2 separate regions of the Bactrocera dorsalis genome follow, and region 1 is linked to region 2. Evidence: chromatin contacts called from public Hi-C data. All regions are on one chromosome and are shown on one strand. The core of a region is the stretch at or near the end of the contact, and the rest is flanking DNA. Distances in the headings are between cores, read along the strand shown.

The links. Hi-C and Micro-C count contacts between places; a contact is called where the count stands out from the background.
Region 1: a contact with region 2 is called in a Hi-C map of whole body, with 5 times the contacts expected there. The contact joins the enhancer-like site here to the promoter of LOC105229445 in region 2. A contact is called at or near these places in 2 of 2 Hi-C or Micro-C datasets (both in whole body).

The regions. Positions count from the first base shown.
Region 1 is chr4:45,894,426-45,901,434 of ASM2337382v1, forward strand. LOC105229445 (rho GTPase-activating protein 21) reads left to right here. Exons shown (of 16, transcript XM_049456295.1): 3 at 1,228-2,289; 4 at 4,864-5,100; 5 at 5,229-5,665. The coding sequence starts at 2,155. Among protein-coding and RNA genes, the nearest start is that of LOC105229445, 53 kb to the left of the region's middle. Within about 2 kb of position 4,321, the one cell type or tissue checked has open chromatin away from gene starts, as enhancers often do.
Region 2 is chr4:45,843,867-45,850,869 of ASM2337382v1, forward strand. It overlaps LOC105229445 (rho GTPase-activating protein 21), which reads left to right and starts at 1,318. Exons shown (of 16, transcript XM_049456295.1): 1 at 1,318-1,661; 2 at 1,897-2,468. It overlaps LOC105228808 (integrin beta-PS), which reads right to left and starts at 601. Exons shown (of 9, transcript XM_049456606.1): 1 at 437-601.

The sequences.
Region 1 (7,009 bases), core at 3,071-5,570, 54 kb after region 2:
CGGACCACTATAGCAGACAGCTGCCATACAAACTACGCGATCGAAATCAAGTTCCTCTATAGAACATTTTTTTATTTGTCGAAGATATCTTTACGAAATTTGGCAGGAATTTTTGTGAAAAGCGCCGCTACAATCTCCGAACATTTGGTTGAAATCGGACCACTATAACATAAAGCTGTCATACAAACTGAACGATGAAAATCAAATTCGTGTATGGAAAACTTTTTTGTTTGACAAGATATCTTCACGAAATTTGGCATAGATCAATATCTAAGGGATGGGTACAATCTCCGAAAAAATTATTCAATTCGTACCACTTTAGCATATAGCTGTCATACAAACTCTCCTAGGAAAATCACGAAAAAAAATTTATATACCCTTTTATTATATAAAAGCTGCGCCTGTTAAGGGTATTAAAGCTCCGGTGCAGCATAATTTATTTTTTTTTAAGCTCTCTCTCTCTTTATACTGGTTAATTTTGACCCAAGAATTCAACAGCATAGTTTGAATTCAATAGTATAGTTTTAGGGTCACCCTACTCTGTATGTATGTATATCAGTATGTGTTGACTACGCGAATTTGGATTAAAAATGTTTATCTGCTTTGGTGTTGTAACTAATACACATTGCAGCAAGCTGAAATTAAATTTAAGAAAACCAATTTGCTTCTCGTCTGCCACAGCTGAGCTTTGTTTGCGGAAATAATCAATTCGTTCCGAGTGCTCCAATAGAGTTTTGGCGCAATTCGCTAATTTTGTGTAATTTTTATGATTACCTATGTGTTTTTGTTGTGTTATTTTTCAGTTTTTTTGACACCGGAAATGAGGTTTAAAGTTTCGCTCGTAAATTGGTTTTTGGTTTTTAGTTGTTTTTGTTAATTTTTTTGTTAATTTGTTTTTGTTATTTTTGGTAATTTTTTTGTTAAATTTTTTGTTAAATTTGTTAATTTTTTTGTAGTTTTATTTTATGAAATTTTTTTTATATTATATGTATATAATTTTTAGTTTTTTATTTTATTTTTCAAATTTTTATTAAATTTTGTGCTTTGGTCTACGTGCCAGTTAACTTATTATTTATTATTTAGCTAATTGGCACGGCGTGCCACACACACACACTTACAGGAAGTGTCTATAAATATATTTGAGCTTTCCTTCCGTCTTTTATAAACTTAATTACCTGAAAGCAGACAACTAACCTGATCCATTTCTATTTTTTGCTCTTTTTTCAGATTATGTACATAATATACCCAGCACATGCATCATAAACAACAACAACAACAAAAACATGGAATGAAAAGTTAAAAACAAAAAAAAAACACTCAAAACGGAACAGGAACAATGTGAATCCGCAGCATGACTTAATGAAAGTCGAAACTCAGCAAGTCGAAGTGTGAAGGCGGAAGTCGAAATTCCCAAAAAGCGGGTGGTGAGTGAGGGTGCAACACAGGCCGAAGAAGCCTTACGTTGAAGCGGACCAATATCAAACGATATGGTACACGATGAGCGGCGAAGAACGCAGGACTACAGCGAAGGACTAAAGCAAGCCACCGATGGTTGTACATAAGTGTAATTGCATGACGCACAAAAACCCGGATCAGACCGCATAATCCCCTACGAAAACGGAGTACAAGAAAGTACAAGAAAAAGCAAAAAGTTTAAAGAAAATAAAATAAACTCCAAACGAAAACTAAAAACGTTGTAAACATAAAATATACAGCAAAAAAGCACACAAGTTACAACAACAAAGGCAACCCCGGAAAAAGAGCAACCTGAAATTACCATTTATAGCGCAAATGTATGTAAGCACAAATGGGGACATTTTGAGAACGCGCACAGCCAACAACGCATGTCTTCAACAACAACAAGAATAACAACAGCAAGCACCAACTACAACCAATATTAACCAACATTGCCAACTCACCATTACTAAATACTATAATCAACCTTGTTTCGCCCGTCTCCGGCGTCCGTCAACGTAATAAGTAAAATACCATAGAAGTGACATTAAGACAGTGACCGCCAGCGTACCTACCGCACACAAACGCAAATAAGAATATACTTGTTTATAATAGTAGTTGTAATAATAGTAGTAGCTGTGCCGCAAACTCACCGTTATTTGAAATAAAAAACAAAAAATAGCCGCATTTGCCGAAAAAATGTTGCAAGACACCAATAGTAGCGCCATACAGCCAAAAGTCGTTGTAATACGACGACGTCCGAATCAAGGTTTCGGTTTTACGCTGCGTCATTTCATTGCCTATCCACCGGAAGATGAACCCTCTTGGCCACAGGTAAGCGTTAACGTTAAAGTACATATGCCTCACCAAAATTTACCAACTATTATCTTACACATATGGAGTATTACATTTATTTGCCCGACGGTCACTTGAATGGGTTACGCATGTGTGCGAATTTTGCATATAAAGTCAGCCTGAGGGGATGCGCTGAAAGTTCGAAATGTGTGTTTTGATGACTTAAAAATTAATTCCTAATATTATTTTGATCTTTTGAGATAAAAAGGTGTTAGATCTCCGTTGCCATCTTATGTCTTAGCACTGGACCTTTGGACCACGTGGACGTTGTTTAATGACCAGCTTCTGTGCGACTGCGTGGTCCTGTTGGCCAAGTCTTGAATTCAGGAGATCTACTGTATTACTTGTTCTTAACAAAGTTCATGCCTCAATAGTAGGAGCTCTCTCTAGACATTGATTAATAGACAATAACGAAAGGCTACAAATTTTGTCGGACGTAAGTTACAAAATTTGTATGGAAGAATATAAGTTGGAAACATCCAGCCATTATCTCCTCCATTGTCCAGCTCTTGTAAGATTGAGGTCTGAGGAGACAATCGAAACTGACAGTAGCCGTCTTAATAGATTTGTGATAGATTTAAAGCGCCTTGTCAATTAATGAGTGTTTTATGACCAGTTACTTATATATAGGAGTTTTAGGTACCACAATGTGGCGTTATGTTGAGCTCTTCATGTGAGATACCTGTTAGGTTCGATTTCTTAGCTAACCTAACCTAATGGGTGATGGTTAAAAAAGGAATTCTCATTCATCGTTCAGGTTCTCAAGGAGAGAAACTAAAATCATAAATACCGCTTTAAGAAAGCTGCGGAAAAGTTTATCTTGTTATCAAGATCAGTTTAGGTATAAATCTTGTCTATATTTGTCATCTTCCAACTCTAAAAACATCTTAATTTTTCAAAGCTTTAATCAAGCCGTTTATGTTCCACCAACATTCTGGAAAGGCTGTTTCCACATTGCCGCGTATCTCTTAAATCTTTTATAGATGATGCCTGTTGTTTCCTTTTAATAGGATTCGACCTATTCACTGAGAAAATTCTCCAAATCTGCCTCTAATGCAAAGTTATGAAAGCTCTCATTTTAGAATTCTGATTGTGCTTTCGTAGTTTAAAATCCCTAAAAGCTCTTACAGTGTACTCCCTAAAGTTCTGGAGACTTTTATCGTTCTGTTTGTTGACATCGGAACTCTCGTAGTTTGATTTGAGGATCTAGAGATGTATTCACTGGAGGCGTTATTCCATAAACGCTTCTACAGTGTACTCCCTAAGATACTCGAGACTTGCTCCGTCCTGTTTGTCGACGACTGATCTGAGCTTGCTTTACGGATTTAGAGATATCTTCACTGGGGTGTTTTATAATTTCAAAATCGTTAAAAAGTTCGATCAGTTTACTGTCTTAGAGGTTTAAATTGACTATTTCCTTGAAACATTATATTCCTTGAAACATAATATCCCAAACTTCATCTGCAAAAACCGGTCGCAATATTTCTGACACCTGCAAGAAGCATAATTAAAGTAGAATTTACTGGGGGTGAAGTTGATCCCCCAGTAGTCCCATTAATAACGAGACATGAAGAGATGGATGTCTAAAGAACTACTAGCACGTTTCTTTATGGCGACTGAGGCCTCAGTCACAGTTTTCCATACCAGATGAGATACTGAAATCGGAAACCAGAATTTCTTACTTTTACGAAAAGCCGATTAGGCGCCTAACTCTACCATTTATAACTAATTGAAGTCAATCGTAAAAGTATCATGCACACATAGCGAACCTCCGTCAAGCGCCCCCTTTCAGTGTAAAATCAGACGGTCAGTCTACAGTTATTCGCATGCACTTTTAGTGTATGTTGTTTTTGTTGTTCTCCCCTGATTTTGTTTGGCTTAAAAGTTTGCCTTTCTTTTATGCTGAGCATTTTCGCTTTTGTTTTTGCCATGCTTCGTTGATTGCCACTTTAAATAACAACACAAACACCTCCAACAATAGCAAAAGTAATACTCGTAAAATAAAAACGAACGTGACGACCGACCGACCAGCACCACCAACAGCACTCTTTCGTATTTGCAACCGACAGACATTGCTCGTTGAGTTTTATTTTTTCACAGCAGTCATTATAAATACATACATTTGAGAAAAAAAACAAATAAAAATAAAAACTAAACAAAAATCTACCAACATATCTCTTACACCACCGCCCCCTCTCGCCGCTTTGGCGTTATTATTATGTTACTTTTTGTTTTTTTTTTTTGCTTTATTTTGCACACTTTCTCACACTTAACCGTCGAGCAACTCATTCACTCACTCAATTTTCTGCTTTTATTTCACCTCTTTCGCACACGAATCGCAACACACACACACCGACGCTGTCGCCGATTTCCACTGCGACTCCAATTGCTGCTCTCGCCGCCACCGCTCGATTTTTCGGTGTTGTTGGCTCACTTTGACTGCCGTTGCGTTGCGTTGTTGGATTGTTGACTTGACTCGGCTTGGCTTGGTTGACTGGCTGGCTGGCTGGTTGGCTCGCTGACTAACTAACCGACTGGCTTTGGCGTGTGTAGGAAGCATCTGATCCGTACCACCACCAAGTGAAAGCGATGGAAACCATTTTCATAAAAGAAGTTCAAACGAACGGACCTGCTCACTACGCCAACCTGCAGACGGGCGATCGCGTTCTAATGGTGAACAACACACCCATCGCCGGGCTTGCATACAGTACAATCGTGTCGATGATCAAGCAAACGCCTTCAGTGTTGACGTTGCATGTGGTGCCCAAGGAGTGCGATGTACTGCAGATGGTAAGTTCACCACTTTTTGTTTTTTTCCTTTTATTTATATTTATGACAAATTACTAATAACCATATTCCTGCCCATTTGCACATTTCCGTCTCCGTCGCTGGCATCGCTCACCTCCACCAACCCGCAGCATTATACGAGTATCGCGCACACACCAGAAACCAATCGTCTTGCCACAGCGCCACGACCCATACCATCGCCCGTGACTGTGGGCAATGGTAATGCAGCTGGCGCATTAATACCAATCACACCAGCTGCTGCAGCGTCTGCGACTGCATCTGCATCTACATCGACATCGACAACAAAATCATTTTCACACCAACAGCAGCAATTGATCTCATATCCACAGCTGAGTGGTGGTACTAGTGGCACTGGCGGTGTTGTTGTTGGCGGCGCCGGTGGAAAGGCTAGTCGTTCGGGCAGTGTTACGAGCTCGGGTAGCACCAGCTTCCGTCCCACAGCGGTGGGGAGCGGCGAGTTTATCGATATGTCATCGCAGGGATTGCACCAGCACAACAGCGGCCGTTTGCTGATACGCGACGATGGCGGCGGTGCATTTCTGTCGCGGTAAGTGCGCAAATATTTACAAAACATACAACAACACGTGTATAAATATTATTTTATGGGAAATTTATTCGTTCTGCAAATTATGCAACTCCACAATTACTCGCCACTTTATTTATATTTTGCTGGAAAGTGCAGAGCATTTTATTCTTAAAGAGTGTATGGTTCTGTACTCATGAGTTGTGTATGTGATTATTTGTGTATTTGTTTATTCGTGTTTGCGCGATTTTTAACTCCGAAATAAGAACTTGTTTAAACTGTGTGTTAAAGTGTAATTGTGGATTTGTGTCGTAAATCCACGGTATATACATATTAGTGAATTTATAACCATGAGCATATAAATATATGCACTGTCTTTTCGATGCTTGGAACACAAGTCTACAGATTTCAAATACCTTCTGGTCTCTTGAAGTAACATAAAAAATAGTGGGTGTCTAACTAACTCTTCAGTTAGGAGTTTTTTTTTGTCTAATCTAACCGTGGTAATATGGAGGCATTTTCATGAATAGTTTGTATAGAACCGTGGTACTAAATAAATAATAAATTATTTTAGTTCTTTTGCTTATTGGCGCTAGTCTTTGTATACGAGGGCCGTTCGAAAAGTACTTAACCTACAAAATAAAACGAAAATATTGGAAAATTGGTGATTAATTTCTCAATATTAGCCTTTTAGTTTGATACACTTGCCTCAGCAACGCGCCAACTTTTTTACAATATTTGAGAAATGCGCTGTCTTGCCTAATTTTCAGTCTTCAGTGCAGGTTGTTCAGCACTGAATCAGTTTCGACTGATTTTTATGAGCGCCTTGATTCTATTAGCTAGGTTAGTTCGATATCGTAGAGGACCGTTAAGGTTTACGAGCTTTTTCTAAATATAACAAAAACATTTTGTGATAGATGAACCTGTAAACCCGTAAATAACCTAAATTATAAATTGTAGCCAAAAATTTTTTAAATACGATATGTTGTCAGGTGTTAGAACAAGTCAATATTTCCTGCTGCCTCCCTACTTTAGGGTTTAGACCAGCCTAGAGCCCTAAAATCGCCTTAACTTCGACAATTTATTTTTGAAGTAAGCGGAAAATAATCGAATTTCTTTCTTTTAGGGTTTACGTAACATTTATTTTAGTATATAAAAAATTAGTTTAACATTTAGATACAAAATGGTGCTTACTGGGTCAGTATTCAGAAACAGCTTCTTCAAAAAGGTCCCGACGGGCGACCGTAGAAATTCGTGGTATCCAAAATTAACTGACAAATATGTAAAAAAAAATTGTTAACTTTTTAACCGAAAAAACAATTTGTCTTTTGTTAATAAAAAATAAAGAATGTTGCAGTAGCAAAGAAC
Region 2 (7,003 bases), core at 68-2,567:
AAGCGCTGAAACTAGCCAATATAAAGGAGTTGGAAATGGGGAGTGGCACTGTTTTCTTATGCATTTATATCTTCCTTGTGCATACAAACGCATGTATATTTAAATGCAGTGCTATTCTAACGATACGATGACTAATAATTAGTAATTCTGTAGCACAAATGTCTAGGTTTACTTATCAAATCAAGTTTTATTGATGATGCCATATTGAAGTCACTGGAGTTTCTCCGCTATTTGTGTCAACATTCGTTCTTTGTTTTCCCATTTTATAATTGTTTCACTACCACTACCACTTTTCATCGAATTTTTTATGGCTTTCAACACAACTTGAGTTGCGAAATGAATGAAATCACCATTTCTTTTTTAATTGTGTATATAAATGACCGCACACTTAAATCCTTACATAATTAGAAACACCACAGTATTATTTATCACTTACACTTCTTATTAATATGGAATATTTGTTAATTTTTCCGCGATTCTACTGTATTTAATTAGATTTTATTTCCATCAGGGGCTGATATAAATGAAATATTTTATACGCGAATAGCACTTCCAACAAAATCAACCACACTCGTCGAAATTTTCGAATAATCTGATCAGCGATGGCAATTTGTTGCTTCAAAAATATGTTTTCCCACAGGGTTGCACTCAATATGTCATCGTTTTACTCTGCCAACCAACTGGAATAGACTATTCAATTTTAGCGGTCAGTAATTGTTGTAAATTGTTCAAATATATATGTTATAGCCATATGCCCACTTCAAAAAATTATACCTAAGTTAAAACTATGTAACTGGTTATTTGCAAATTTTGAATGTAACGACAGATTAATTCACATAAGTAATTGGTTATACACAAATGTTGAATTAAAGGGCAGATTCACGTAATAGAAAAAGTTATTAATTATCTTCAAAACAAATACAGATCTTTTGAGGTCATGAAAGTTGAAATAAAGTCTTTGACTGTACTTTTTTATTAAATTTTTAATCACATTAATATTTTGAGCAAAGTTACATTGAGGAACTCAAAATAAATTAAAGACTGACACATTTTATCGAACGCATTAGAGCATTTATGATAAACAGTGTTTTTGAGCACTGCAGAAAAGCCAAAATCCTTCTTCTTTATATTCATAACATTTTATAATTGAGTAAACGTAATAAATCTTTTTCAAAATAATATTTGGTCAATACAAAATAGATTTTCCTTTCAGTTAAACTTAAGAAATAAAAAATTTAGTACGCCTATAAATCAGAGTTGATTTTTTCGTATGTTAATATAAAATATCATAACACTACAGCAGCCCTATTTGGTTCGTCCAAGAAGTTTTTTGAAGTGTTTTTGGGCAGCCGAGTTCGCGAGTGCAAGAACGAATCGCAGTGAAATGCAAAAGAAACATTAAAATAAATATATAGTATTTAACAAATTAACCAGTACCTAACAATAAATTCTAAATATTACTTTAGTTATAAACAAAAAACAAGTGTAAATTGATTATCTAAACCGCCAACCGGTCGGAAAGTTGTGTGTGAAAAAATTTCTTTGCTTTTCGCTCTCTCCATGCATTCGCGCATTCGTATCCAGTCCCCGCGGACCTTTCAACCGACAGTATTTTTTCCCCTCCTTTTTCGCTGCTCTGCACAATTCCAACGTCGACAAAGGTAATGGCAGCAAAAGCAAAGTCAGCAAACGCGCTGCTTCCAGTGTCAAAGTGAATCGAGTGCTGTCGACGTCGTTGTTGCTGGCGTTAAGTGAATGTGAAAGAAGAATGGAAAAGTGCACATACAAATATTGAATTGAAGCGAATGATAGCAGAAGTGAAATAATTGCTAGCTGTGCAAAAAAGTTTCCACATATAAATTTTTTCTACAATTCTGTATATATCTGTTGTCGTAGCAATAATTATATTGAATGAAAAGTTCAAATCATATAAAAAGTGCTTGTGTAGTTAGATACAAATAAAAATATTAAACGTGTATTGACGTTGATATATACGAAACAGATCAAAAGTTTAGTGAAAGAGGAAGCAAGTGAAAAGTGCGAATGTGAATGTGTGCCGCAAGTGAGGCGAAAAATGTCCAAACGTCCCCCAATTGTCAGTGGCTAGGTCGTCGTCGTAGTCGGTCGTTTCGACATCTTCATATTCCTCAACTTTTCGACGTCATAGCGTGACATTTATCAACATTTAGGTTCGGCATTGGCGCCTTCTTATAATAGAACGCTCAATTTAACGCGGTTGCAACTTTCTTTCGCCGTGTTGCGAAACGTATGCTTCGAGTACCCTAGTATTGAAGTGTCAGGTTTGCTGTGTATTTGTACTTGTTCTTGCCACCGTGGAAATTTTTGGCAAACTACCTTTTTTAAAACAGGATCGCAGATACAACGAAGTGTTCCTTCAAATCCTAAGAAATAATACTGAATCAACGGAATAAACAATATAAATTGTAAATATAGAATCAATTGTAAAGGTATGTACCTCATTTAACATAAATACCATAGTATATGCATAAGATCTATGTTTATAATTTTTGTTATTTTAAAGAGCTTGTTTGCGGTGACTTAGCAAGTAAGGAACTCCACATTCCCGATATTTACAAAAAATTGTTTCCGTGTAAAGTTTCTTCAATTTTCTAATTTGCTGTTCCCTTAATTTAGCTTGTTTATTATTGATTATCTAATGCTAACTGATACTAAGCTGCTTGTTGCATACATACATATGTACATATACAGATAATTTTTTTGTAAGAGTAATTGTATTTTACGTTCATTGATAGTTGCTAGTAATAAAATCGGTAATAAAGAAGATAGAAAAACAGCAATCAACTGTAAATTGTGTACGATGATGGACTTTGGAATAGATGCCGCAGTTTACACGATATATTTGTACATGTATGTATGTATTTGAAGCTGTCCGAGTGCTCCAGCTCAGTGCAACTCGATTTGGTCTTTGTTGATTACCTTTCTTTGTTTTATACTTTTGTAGCATATTGTCTGTGCTAATAAATCATTCATTCCGTACATTTGCATGCACGTCTACGTATATACTATGTACTACATGTATAGTTTCTATCCATCTTCACATCAACTGTGCAGCCGCTACATGCTACAGTTGATTAGTTCGTCTGTTGAAAATCATGCGGTACATTGTACCGTGCAGCTGTGCGATCCATATACACCGATTTGCTACATATGTACATAAGCATATACCATAGTTACTGCAACTAAGATCAATCCAAGGTTTTATATAATATTTTTTATGGACTGCTCCACGACTTTTACTAATTCAATCAATTTATGGTAATAATAATAGATAATGTTGCAAGCTTTTATTTTTGTTTCTTTATTTTTCTATTGACAAGTAATACATTGTGTGCAGCTTCCAATTCGTTCTTGTCAAGTTGTAGTAATTAGGTATTTCTCTTTGTTTTTTGTATTGTCATTTGTTTTTGTAAACCATGACATAATTCTGCAAATTGCCGTAGAAATTTAAATTTTATAATAATGCCCGGTACCTACCTATTTATTGGCTATAGCTGTAGGAAATAAGTTTTGTATGTAATTGCAGTAATGCATTTCTAGTTCTAGGTTTTAAAAAGACTTCTGGCAGTTTTCAAAATTAGCTGCAACGATAGCCAATTTTTGATTTTCCCAGATATTTAACATAAATTTTGTTTAATTTTTGAGCCACGATTCTATAATTAACGTTTCAATTTTTTTTTAATCTATGTAAATTTGTAGGTGTGTACACCTTGTAATAAGAGCTTATCAATACAGTTACCTTTGTAATTTCAAATTATAAATTGTTTTGTGTCCGAAGGCTCTCAACAGCGCTATAATTTGAATAAAAGCTTAGCTGGATATAGAATTATTGCTATTCATGTTACTGGCGGCAGTGTATCACAAACAATATGTAATTTTGAATGTACAAATGTTTGTAAACACATAAATGATTAAAGGCCTTGACATCATTACACGATTGTAGCCGAATATCACCAGTGATGACTAAACGCAAATAATCTTCAACTTCTCAGTTGGAAAACTGATCAGAAATTTATGCACAAAAACAACATATCAACTCAAATAAATACTGTTGCATTAAAACGTAGTCGTTTTGCTGCCAAAAATACACAATACGTCGCGGAAATAAAATAATCAGTCAATAATTTTAAAAACGTTCGAGCGCCAGTCCAACCACCCGCTGCCTAAAAGGCGCGTTCACTTCTATGTCGATCGATATTTCACTGCCTACGAGCGTTTGTGCACACAAACGTATGTACATACATTTGTGGCAAATACGAAACAGCAAAAAGGTAATGCTGTTAAGTGCCTATATGTATGCCTGTACATGTGTACCTGCCAGTCTCAATGTCTGTGCCACTTTGACGCCGCTTCCTGTGTAACCTTCAGCCATTCTGACACTTGCTTAGCTTTGTCGCCATCATTATTATCATTGTCAAAGCTCTAGCGCGCAACTACTATGCTGTCGCTTACAATGTACAACAACAAAATTTTAGTCAAAACAGCCAGCGCCCAACACTCATCACCCACCCTTCAATGTTATACTATAAATGTGCTGCGCACACACATACACACACACACGTAGGCGAAAGTTTTGTAGTGTGTTGCTGTTGTTTTGGTAGTGATGGCGACGACTATGGCTACACTGCCCGTTAATGTTGTCCTCCAACGCATAATTCGGTTTCACCCTCGCTTCAGAACGACGTGACGTTATGCTGGCCGCCCCTACCCCCACTGGCGCCAAACTAACGCACGCTCATTTAAAACGCAAAATGTTATTAGCTCGCTTACGCCCGTACTTGCCACACTTAAAAATCCTTTTGGCCGCCATTCACTGGTACAATAGTCTTAAACACAACAGCAACAATAATAACGACAACACTCACTATAAAGTACGCATACGCGTTCGCTTCGTAGAGCGCAAGAAGGGCAGATAGCATGTGCTTATGCAATGTGAATGTCTTTGCTGGATTCGTCAGCTACTGGACATGACTGAAACTGGTTGGCCTCAATGTGGCTTACTAGGCTGGGAAGAAAAAATCTCGTCCGGCTTTTGCCTTTCAAGGAAGAGTGCAAAACTGAGGCTGACAATCAGCAGCGCCAGAAAAAGAATGATTTCTGTTACAGCAAAGTGTCAAAGAAATTTTTTTTTATAAAAACAGAACAAGAATAACTACTTCAGGCCGTGTTTGGCTGGCTAAGTGCCGCCAATAAGAAGTGTCCAAACAGTGTTTGCTATCGGCACCGCTCGAAAAAGCTGCTTTTTTTATACCCTATTTACGCGTAGTGGTCCCTCAGCATTTGAGACATTGATCTGACTCTTTTCTTCCCATTAAGCTACCCATTTGTCAAAATCGCCGATATATCATCATTATAGCGGTTAGCTGCCATACAAACTGATCACTCAAACCCAAGTCCTTGTACGGAAAATTGTTTTATTTGAAAATATATTTTCAGGAAATTTGGCACAGATTATTGTCCAAGGGATGGGTTCAATCTGCGAACATATTGTTCAGATCGGAGTACTATAGCTTATAGGTGCCATACAGACTGAACGCTCGAAATCAGGTTATTGTATCGAAACTTTTTTTTATTTGTGAAGGGTATTTTATCTCTGCAGTGCAAGCACGTTTGTTTTTTGTTGGGTTTTTGCTTACACATTTGCAGCTTCTTCGTCTTTTTGCTGGATGGCTCTCGTCTTTTTCCAATTTTCTCGCCGAATGTCATGCGAGCAAAAATAAACTGCAAACAGCAATGCGGACATTAAAATTTTAATTGTTAATTGCAAAGCACACAGACTTTTATTTAGTTAGTCAACCACACTGGCGGTCTAGTCATCCAGCCACAAGCTGAATGAAGCGCCAGACTCGTGAAACGGTTGTTTAGTTTGCCGGTTTTGTTGTCGAGAATGGATTTTTCGCCATTCAACTTGTCTTATTATTGTTTCTTTCTACTAATTTGTTGTTGTTTACTTGTTCATTTTGCAACTTTCATTGCGTTTTATTTGTGTTTTTCATTTCGCAAGTATAAGTATTACTCAGGCGGTGCCATGCTATGGTTGGAGGTGTTATTTGTCGACCATTTGTGAAAAATTCTAGCTAAAGCACCTATACATACCATAAATATATACCTATGCATGTAGGTATATGTGCGCAAATACCGCATTATCAACACAAAAATAAAAAAAAAAATGTAAATAACAAATAAATGTGATATCCCACGGGGTTTGATAAGGCGGCCACGGCTATGGCAATGGCGCAGCAAGCAAATTTCATTTCAATGCCTTCAACCTCATTTAATTTCTGTCATTCTGTATTTTGCGTTGGTTAAAAATTCTATGCATATTATTTTTCGATATTTCGAACTCAATTCCTTGTTTCTCTGTTGACTATATTTAATACGATCATTAAGGTACAGTCTGTGAAAGATGAGAATAACCTTATAAGCGAAACGAAATTTAAAATTTGGGGTTATTCTCTCTTGCAAAAAATTTTTCGATTTTTTTCTCATAGTGATCGCACCCATGTTTACTATATCTATTAACTCTAAGAATTTTGAAAAACGTTACGTAGCCCAATATTTAAAAAAAAACTTTGATTCTTTACTTGATAAATTTGATAAATTTTTATTAATTTTGTTGTTCCATAGCTGCTATTTGATCTTATTTTAATATATATTATATAATGCTATCTGATCAAAAATGACCCGGATAATAAAAATTTTTATTATCGACCTCAAAACAGGTTTCCGAGGTTACAAGCGTGCACACGCTTAATTAAATTTTCCATACCCCTGTTATAAGCTTCGGCTGGCCTTCGGTGCCTTCAGTGAAATTTGGTGTTTCCTCGGTTTCGGCTCATACGGATGATGTTCAAGCACTGTTTCATCAACTTTTTCGATGTTATCGTTTTAATGGACCAGTCCGAGTCCAATTTGATCTTAAGCATATATAAGTTTTAACCTGTATGTGCAAAGCTTTCTCCAT